Regions from separate parts of the Rattus norvegicus genome. Here region 1 is linked to region 2. Evidence: chromatin contacts called from public Hi-C data. All regions are on one chromosome and are shown on one strand. Each heading gives the region's core, a stretch centred on a gene start, on an enhancer-like site or on the middle of the called end of the contact. The rest is flanking DNA. Distances are from core to core; before and after follow the strand shown.

What was found. A called contact is a pair of places that touch in the nucleus more often than the background predicts.
Region 1: a Hi-C map of mammary epithelial cells shows a contact between it and region 2, with 3 times the contacts expected there. The contact joins the promoter of Ubald1 here to the promoter of Sec14l5 in region 2. A contact is called at or near these places in 8 of 12 Hi-C or Micro-C datasets (the A7r5 cell line, frontal cortex, kidney and 4 more) and 1 of 1 datasets of contacts at active chromatin or transcription factors (oligodendrocytes).

What each region holds. Positions count from the first base shown.
Region 1 is chr10:11,199,615-11,204,690 of GRCr8, reverse strand. It overlaps Ubald1 (UBA-like domain containing 1), which reads right to left and starts at 2,494. Exons shown (of 3, transcript NM_001007668.1): 1 at 2,322-2,494. The coding sequence starts at 2,441.
Region 2 is chr10:10,940,995-10,945,975 of GRCr8, reverse strand. It overlaps Sec14l5 (SEC14-like lipid binding 5), which reads left to right and starts at 3,590. Exons shown (of 16, transcript NM_001135710.2): 1 at 3,590-3,690; 2 at 4,276-4,379. The coding sequence starts at 4,317.

The sequences.
Region 1 (5,076 bases), core at 1,245-3,744, 260 kb before region 2:
ACAGTAACAGAACCCTGGACTGGGACTCTAGGCAAATACTCAGGACTGGCCAAAGAGTGTGGTGAAAGAGGACTCAGGGTGAAAAGCATTGTCACTAGGGAAGGTGGCCTCAGGGAACCCAAAGGATAGTGTCTGTATTGACCATGTCCTGCCTTGGCCCGATTCAGGACAAGAGGAAACTGGATGCTGTTGTGAAAGTGCTGGGTGAGGACAGCTGTCAAGTGGGTGAGGGGTCCTCTGGAGCCTGCTAAACTCCAGCCTCTAACCACTCCTCTACCTAACCAAGAGCCAGGGGGAGTCCAGGAAAGCCACCAGGACTTTGAGCCCTTCTGACTTCACACCAGAAACCCAGTCTGACTACTGGGCTTGCTCTTTTTTTTTTTCTCTTCAAATATATTCAAATGAATTATTCTGGGCATACCCTGCTGGAGACACCCTACACCAAGGTTCCCAAACAGCGGAGTGGGGATGAACCTGTGTCACTCAAGACCCCCTGGCAGGGGCAGCTGCTGCTCTAGCCTAGGACCCCAACATGATACACATGGTACTGTCCTCCAAAGGGCACTGTGAGTTCTCCATGGACAGGGGCCCCCACCCCCAGCCTCTGCCCCCATTAGCACCTGAATCTGAGAATGTGACCCAGAAACACTGCCTGGTTCTGGCAGGAGGGTGGGGGAGGGCTAACCATGAGGAACCCCTCACTCCTAGGTAGATGCCTCAGGTCAAGGGGAGCTCACAGCCCACTCCTCATTTTGTGCACAGTGACAAGGAGAGACTGCAAGCCCAGAGGGCAGAGAACCTACCCATGTCAGTCTGTTTCCAGGCTGCAGGAAGTCCCTGCTCCTCCTAGGACAGTTTTCCCTAATCTTGGTAGCCATATATTTCAGTCCATTCCGTCCAGCCTGTCCCACACTGATGGGCTGAGTCTTCCACACAACCCATTTCCCACGAGACACCTGCCTGCCCAGCCTCAGGCAAGGACCTGCAAGCACAGCCACTGGGCTCCAGCAACTGCCATGAATGTGGTTTTACAAGTTTTACCACATCCAACCCCAGAGACAACAGGGCAGATTAAGACTGTTGCAGAGCTCCTGGGGTGGAGCTGCAGGGGGGAGGGGTTAGAGGGCAGAGCATTCAGACCGTAGAGCCTGACAAACACTGCTACCTCCAGGGGTAGGGAAACTGAGGCTAAGAAAGAATGTCTCCCCTCTCCTGTGTCGGGGCATTGGCTTGGAAGTCTAGCAGGGACTAGGCAAAGAGAGCAAAGGCTTGGGTTTACAGAGCTGGAGGGGCTACTGTGTTCCTGGGCTCGGGAGGTCTGATCCTGCACCAGGAAGCAAAGCCTCGGTCTCCACTTCCTGACTCTTCCTAGAGAAAATGGGACGGCTCCCATTGGGAAACCAGGCTCTGGGGTCTCCAACTGGGCACAGATTACTAGACTGGCTCTCGCTGTGACTCACACCTGTAAGGGACACAGCTCCAAGTCCTCTAGCCTCATCTTAAAATGCCCACAAGGAGTGAATGTGGAGTTTTGAGTTAGAGGAAAACAGGCATCCCAGTAACTCAAAAGACTGGGCACATTATTCTACCGGTCAAGAGAAACCTGGGAGTAGGTGGGGGCCAGACTGACATTCCCATCGTCTGTCTAAAATGCCCTAAAATTAGTGAACCATATAGTACATCACCCCAAAGACACAGGTTCCTTTGTCAGGCCCGAGGATACCCAGGCCTTCATAAGGATCTTGCCCCAGTGACACCATTGGAGTGGGCTACACATATATAGATTCTCGTAATTTGCTCTTAGGATCCTGCACACCACCCATACACTCCATGCCGTGTGTGTACACACGCCACACCATACCCAGCATGGCCACCATCAGCAAACCACCACCTATGTACACGCTGCACACAAACACGACACAAGGGTATCCTACATCAGACACGCACTCGGGCCAGGCTTCGAGTCCGCACACGCGCCCACATGCCCACAACCTTCGATGTGCCCTGCTGACGCCCAAGCGCGGTGCGTGCGTAAATACAAATCCACATGTACGTGTGCGCACACGCCGAAAGCCGCCCACCGGGCACACGGACCCCAGGACCGCTCACTCCGAGCGACTCCGCCTCCGGCCAGGCCCTGGGCATCTTACAGGCGGCCGCTGTTTCGTCCTCAGCCGTTACCGAGACCGAGGGTGGGGGGGAAGTGTCCGGTCCAGATCGCTGGGTTTCCGGGACTCGGGCCTGGCGATCAGTGAAACCCGCAGCCCGCACCCCGGCACGTGTCCACACCGCCCGCGCCCGTCCCTGGTTCCCTTACGCACCTCGAACTGCCAGTGGGCCGCCTGCAGCAGTTGCTTCGCCTGGTCGGCCGCACAGCCCGCCGTCAGCACGAACTGGTTGATCATGACCTGGTGTTTGAGCTCGTCCATGTTCACGGACATGGCGCCGCCGCGCAGCCCGCTCCGGCCTCCCTGCGCGCTAGCCTCACGCGTCCACCATTAGCGAGCCGGCCCCGGCTAATACAAATATTTACTGTGCGCTCTGACTCACCGCGCCTTGCTACCCGGCGGCCGGCGAAGCATGCTGGGATGTGTAGTCCGCGACGCCCCCGCCGAATGGACCGGGGAGGAGCGTGGACGCCCTCTTCCTGGCTGATCTCAGTGGGGCGTGCAGCCCCTACCCCAGGCTGAGATGTGAAATTGGGAACCAGGGACCACAGCACAAGCTTGCCATATCACTGGGTCCCGGGGGTCCTGTATTCTGTTGTGGTTTGCATCACAGTATTAGTAGGCACACTCTTAGGGGGCTCCCTGAAAGCTTTGGTCCTACTCCACTGCCCTAGGCTGCAAGACTCCTTAAGTCCTCAGACTTAGAAGACGTTCGGTGTAGCAGATCATCTGCCTTTCAAGGTGCTGCTAGAAATCACCACCTCCTGGAAGCCTTCCAGAGCACGCAAGGCAAAGCATCCTTGCCTGACTCTTGGCCTGTCCTGCAGGAAGAGCGTCTAGGAAAAAAAAAAAAGAGACAGCCCCTGCTCTGGAGCCTTGGAGTCCCCTTCCTTTTGACTTCCACTTTCCCACGCAAAAGAAGAAAAACTTCCAGCAGCCTGCAGTCTACAGGACCGCGGGGAGCACGTACGAAAGCGGCCACGACTGCCAGTCCCATAATGCCCCGGTTTATTTGCATCTTTCTGTCCCGGTGACGTCACCTGAATGAGGCCGCGACTGTACCAATGGGCCGCCACGGGGTGTTAGGACCTGGCCATATAAGGTAAACAAAGCTGGCGGCCCAATGAGGCGGCGGCGGGGGCGGGAGCATCACGTGGCGTGGGGGCGGGGTCGGAGCAGGGTGTGGAGTGTTGCAGGCTGTGTTTACAGCCCCGCACATGCCGCTTCCGGTTGACGTCGCGGGTGGGAGAGTGGCGGGTCGGAAGCGGAAGAGTCGCCCAGAAGCTGGGGAAGAAGGTTGGCGTTCTTTCCCCGGCTGAGTGACGTTGGCTGGGTTCTTTGCTCTCCCTGGCCTCGCCGTCCGCTTCTTTGACCTGACCCCCTGCTGAATAGAACCAACCGGGGGTTTGACGTTAGGTCAGAAAACTCGAGCAAATGGGGCATTCATTATACTGATCCTGCCCCAAGGAAGTAAGCGCAGGCCGCGGGAGCAGACTGCGGGCTACTTAGACGTCGTTTTAATACACCTGATCGCTTGTTCCCTGCTAGGACCACTGAGGCCATAAAGGTGTGGGGCGCAGTTGATACCTAGGGAATAGCGGGTGTTCTTCCTAGCCCCTCACTCCTAAGGACTGTCACATCGGGTGGCTGCAAGAAGATGGGAAGTAGGTGGGCAAGTACTGAAATTCGGCCCCTGGGCAGGATTGTACGGAAGGAAGGGGGTGGGGAGACTGGGAGGACTCTTAGAGCTGGGAGTTTAGTTTATGGGTAGCAGCCGGACAAATGAGTGTCTCTCTCTCTCTCTCTCTTTTTTTTTTTTTTTCTTTTTTTCGGAGCTGGGGACCGAACCCAGGGCCTTGAGCTTGCCAGGCAAGCGCTCTACCACTGAGCTAAATCCCCAACCCCGTGTCTCTCTTTCTTAAGCATCTTTCCCATCTGTTCACGGGAAGTAAGATTTCAGCCTCTTTGCTGCCTTTTGGGGGATCACTCAGCACTGTTCTTTGCAAAGCAATAGTACCAAAATATTTTTTTTTTTTTTGCTCTTGCTGAGAACGCGCCTTTATCTCTAGGAAGCACGGAGCTTGTGTGTTGTTGTAGGCAAAGCCAACACACAAGGAAATCACAGTAAGAGGCAGCTCGGGTTCCACTGTTGCCATGGTGACTGTAACACAGCCTGAAGGAAGGTGGGTAGGTTGGTAGCCAGACAGACTTGGATGGCATTTTTGACCGCTGTTTCTTCATGTTCCTCTCTTTTGTGGGAACTCTCCTCACTGTGCAGTGTGGGGTGGATGAGCATGGCAGACCTAGCAAAAGGCCTGGAACTACTGTGTTCAAGACCTGGCATGCATCTTTTTTCGAATCCTGCGTTGGCCACTCTAGGGAGTGTGATCCTCATTTTTATAATTAAGTGAGCTCACGATAGATTTCATCCTTTAACCGGCGACATTTAGAGCTAAAAAAAAAGAACAGGCATCCAGTGAGCCAGCTGCATCTTTCTGGCAAAGGAAGCTGAGTATTGGGTTGGGGGACCTTTTGTTCATGGATGTAGGAACACACACACACACACACCCCTACCTTTTCCAGTCACCTCAGTGGCTTGCTTATCCCAGAAACAGCTACTCCGTGCAAGTCTTGCACTGGCAGAACAGGTAGAGCTGACAGAAGGATAGGTCACCCAGCTCCCAAGTTACCCCACCTAGGTTGTTTTTCCCAGGAGTGGCAGGGAAGGAAAACAACATTGTTTTCAACTACCATTTGCTTGACTGGAGGGTAGACTTTGGATTTTTTTTAGCAGTCTGTGATGTGACCTGTGTGCAGGGCCAAGAGAGTGTGAGAGAGAGAGAGAGAGGGAGAGTAGGGCATTTCCAGCCTTCTCTTACCGAGGGTCAGGTAAGTTGAGACATGTCCC
Region 2 (4,981 bases), core at 2,341-4,840:
GCCTTCATGGAAATACACAGACTTAGGGAGGGCTAGGGTTCAGAGTGGACAGGGCCTGACTGTGCAGGCCCCTGGAGCGGCTCCTCTAGACCCTGCTCCTGCCTTATCAAAGCTGCAGAGTGACTGGAATACTGTGTGGTGTTGTCCAGGTTACAACCAGAACAGCTGTGCACAGGAGCCCCAACCATGACCTGGATGGCCCTAAGGGTCCCCAACAATGAGGCCCTGAGCTGTGAGCTGAGAACTGGAGAAAGCACAGGTGGAGGACATCAGGGACAGATCCCATATCTGTCAGAAGCAGTGGGTGGGTGGTTGCTGGGGCAGCCTCTTGAGGGTAAGAGTGTGTGGCGACTGCCACTCTGGTTACACAGTCTTTTCAATGCACTGGAAGTTGTCGTACTGCAGAGAGATGGATGGCTGCAGTAAGCACTCTCATGTTATGTGTATTTTATTTCTCTCTGTGTGTGTGTGTGTGTGTGTGTGTGTGTCTGTGTCTGTGTCTGTGTCTGTGTGTGTGCATGTACCTGTGAGGATACAGATGCTTGAGTGTGCAAATGCATAAGGAGACTAGGTGTCCTCCTTTTTCCTTTTTGTTTTTGAGACAGGGTTTACTGGCTAGTTGTATGTCAACTCAACGTAAGCCAAAGTCGTCTGAGAGGAGGGAACCTTGATTAAGAAAATGCCTCTGTTAGATCAGGCGGTAGGCAAGTCTGTAAGGCATTTTCTTAGTTAGTGATTGGTGGGGGAGGGCCCAGCCTGTGCTGGGTGATGCTGTTCCTGGGCTAGTGGTCCTGGGTTTTATAAGAAGGCAGGCTGAGCAAGCCATGAGGAACAAGCCAGTAAGCAACACCCCTCTGTTGCCTCTGCATGAGCTCCTGCCTCCAGGTTCCTGCCCTGTTTTAGTTTCTGTGCTGATTTCCTTGGACGGTGGACAGTGATATGGAAGTATAAGCCAAAGAAACCCTTTCCTCCCCAACTTGCTGTAGGTCATGGTGTTTCGCCATAGCAATAGTAACTCTAACTAAGACTCAAGGTTTCTCCTGGAACTCACTCTGCAGACTAGGCGGGCCTCAAACTCAGAGATCTGCCTGCCTCTTCCTCCTGATTAATGGCATGCACTGCCACACCCAGCTAGGTGTCTTTTTGAGCACTCTCCACTATACCTTTTGAGGTAGCATCACCCTTGAATCCTAAACTCACCAATTCTTTTATTGAGCTTGCTCTAGGGATCGCCATCCTCTGCACATGTGGCGGCCACACCTGCCTGGCACTCACATGCACACCAAGGAGCCCCGCCCCAGTAATCACTTGCTTGGCAAGTTACCCACCGAGCCATCTTCCCACACCCCCATCACTCATTTACTGTTTATGCCAATTTGTTTATGTTTTATTTTACTTATTTATTTTATGTGCATTGGTGATTGGCCTGCCTGCACGTCTGTGAAGGTCCCAGAGGCCCTGGAACTACAGAGAGTTGTGAGTTGCTATGTGGGTGCTGGGCATTGAACCCAGGTCCTCTGGAAGAACAGCCAGTGCTCTTGAACCCCCGAGCCGTCTCTCCAGCCCCTCTACTTACTGTGGACGTTTGGTGGTATTTAACGCATCCACAGTGTTCTCCTGCACCAGCTCCCTCAAGTCCCAAGCCCTTTCCTCACAGCAGCAGCTGTTTTGGGGTTAAGTTCATTTTTCTTTTTTGTTCTTTTTTTCGGAGCTGGGGACCAAACCCAGGGCCTTGTGCTTCCTAGGTAAGCGCTTTACCACTGAGCTAAATCCCCAGCCCCAAGTTCATTTTTATCTGAAAGGCTTTAGCAGAGTGTATGGAACTCTGACTACAAATGAAACAGTGGGGTTCATTATGAGAACCGTGCTAGGTTGTGTGACTGTGTGTGTGTGTGTGTGTGTGTGTGTGTGTGTGTTGATATTATTAATTTGTGTCCCTCACACTGGGGCAGGACAGAACTCTGTCCATCCACATGCACCCCTCTTTCCTCAGACTTCTCTGTATCCAACAAGTCACTCACACTTCTCCTAGATTGGTCACATTTTCCCTAAGGTTTGGAGCAGAGGGGATTGTGACTTAACCATGGTGTTGGGAAAACACCAGATGGCGGTGCTAGGGTCACTGTGCTGATCCTGGGGGAGACCACTAAAGTCCCCTCAACGAATCAAGAAAGGATAAAACATCTGAGGCTTAGGACCGAACAATAGCCCGTGGCTACTTGGGTTATCTTTTGCTGCCACCCTGTGGCAACACTTGGAATTTCGCCTCCTATTTCTGTACTTAATCTAGATGCGTTTAGAACATGCTGTCTGCGCCGTCCGGATAAGATCTTACCTGGGATGCCACCACGAATGGACGGCAACAATATCAGGGCCATTTCCTTTGTTCTTGCAGGGTGAAATGATAGTTGAGAGAATGGAGGGTTTATGGGAGTGAAGCTGATCCCTGGGCACCCTGGGAAACCTGGCAGGGTTTGGATGCTGCTGAAGTTAGAAGAATGGGCAAAAAAAAAAAAGGGTGACCCTGTTCCTGACTATCTCGGCACTTTCACCATGCCTACCTTACCAAATAATAAGCATTATCTCATTTATGCTTTAAAATTTATTATTTTAAATTATGTATATGTTTATGTTGAATACTGGTACATGCTGAGGTCAGATAGCTGGATCCCCCCGGAACTGGGGTTACAGGACGTTGTGAGCCGCTTGACCTGGGTGCTTGGAATTGAACTCCGCTCCTCTCTAGTACCTGCTTCTATCTACTGAGCTGTCTCTCCAGCCTGCCTAATTTATTTATTTAATGTCAGAGGGCCCGACCTTTAGTGGACGCTCTGTAAAGGTGTGAAGAGTGAATAAACAATGCATTCAGAAGGGTTTGGGCTGGACCACTGCAGCCTTCGAGGAAAGATCAGGTGGAGAATGAGCTCAAGGCTAGGGGTCAGCAGGACGTGGTGGTTCACATCTGTAATTCCAACACTCCGGAGGTTGAGGTAGTATAGCCGTGACTGGTCTCCAGTATGAATTCCGCCTCAAAACAAACCGAACCAAAAAACAAAAAGTTTCAGGTGCCGTAGGTTGAAGAAGAGGTTACTCGGCGAGGTAGCTGTGGATAGGGAAGTCGCGCTGTGTAACTCTGGGCAGGTTCCAGTGAATGAGGTGGGTGGGGGCGCGTCCTGGGGGGCCGGGTCCTCATGGGGGCGGAGATTGGGCTGGGGGCGGAGACTTTGTTGATTCTGGGTGAATGTGGACGGGGTCAACAAGGGTGGGGCCTTCTCGAGTCGTGGCCAATAGGGAGCACGGGTAAGGCTGAAGGCGTGACCAAGTGAGGGATGAGTAAAAGTGAGAGACAGGCTTAAGGCAGGGGGCAGAGTCTGGCTGGGGCGGGGTTGGGACCAGACCAATCAAGGAGCAAGATAATCTTGTGGGGGTGGTGCCAGGCCAGGCCAGACTCTCCCGCTGTCCCGGGTCCTGGAGCTCTCCAGGCCGGGCACGTCTGTCACTGCTCTGATCACTCTTCTGCCTGCCAGGCCACTGCTCATGTAAGAACGTGTAAGAGGCTGGGGCAAGACTGAGGTTATTGAGCTCCTGGTTCTGCTCTCCGGACAAGGCGCTTTCTGGGGATCTGGCGAGCTCAGCTCCCAGGTCAAGCAGGTGCCAGAGCACTGCGCTGTGTCTCCAGCAGTTCTGAGGGTGAGCGGAGCAGCGGGGCCTGCGCATGTATGCGTGTTTGAATAGCTTTGTGTGGGTGCGCGCTTGTGTGCACCTGAGTGTGCGTGTGGGGAGTTGCTGCAGGGAGCTGAGTGCCTGTGCAAAGTTCTCTGCTGCGTGTACAAGGGCTGTCCTGTGTGGGAGTGGGGTACAAGTGAAACCTCCAGAAGGGTGCACGTGTCAGGGTATCATGGAGGAAAATGAAAGGGAGGGCAGGAACAAAAATGCTGGGGAGTGGGCATAGGGCAGGATGTCCGCGGCAAGTCATGGGGAGAATGTGTGAGGACAATCGTGGGAATGTAAGAATTGCAAATGCGTGTGCCTGCTTGAGTGGGTGGCATCGAGGGTGCCTCTGAAAGAGTGGGGATGGGGAGATCGCATGAAGTGTTGCTTGCTCTGAGGGCTGAATGTTGGGGTGCTGGGGAGTGAACGGGTACCTAGTCTGGGTTAGCTGATAATCCTATCAGTTTCTTACTTTGAGGGCTGGGGCTGCCTGACACCTGGTAGGCAGTGCCTATGTTTCGTATGAAGGGAACTGACGCCTCACCAGAAACTCTTTATTTCCAGCTTCTGTGTTCCCTCTGCCTGGGTGGTTTCTGAGTTTGAACATGGTGCAGAAATACCAGTCTCCTGTCCGGGTATACAAGTATCCATTCGAGCTGGTCATGGCGGTGAGTGACCCCTGGCTCCTGGGCCCCTCTTGTGACTAGAGGTCAATGGTGGGAAAGAAAGAGGACATTTCAGGCTATGAAATGGGGAAAAAAATTTACTGAACTTTCCAGCTGCCCTGACTTCCTGACTTCTTTGCCTGGCCACCCCCTCAACCCCTGTCAGGCCTCTTGGAACCCTGCCAAGCAGATAAAGCACAAGATCTAGAGTGATGGCGTGTGCTGTAGTCCTTGCATTCAAAGGCTGAAGCAGGAGGAGCAGGAGTTCAAAGCCATCCTGGGCTACGTAGAAACAGAAAGAAGGGATGGAGATGCGGCCGTCCAGTGTAAGCGTGTATATGAGTGTCTTGTACCAGGCAGTTGCGTGCCTAGGCATGACCACGGATCCTTGGCCTTCTGGATCAGGTCTTTGCACTGAGGCCAGAGTTAGAACACTCTTGGATTCCACTCTGGCTTCCACCACTCTGCATCCTGGAGCTTCAGTCTCTCCTTGGGGAAATGGGGACAGTGCTGTGGACTTGAGGTAGACAGTAATAGATGTGACTGGTGTCCCAGAAGCCACACGAGGTATAGAGCTGGAGGAGAAGCACAGTGGTGAGTGCTTG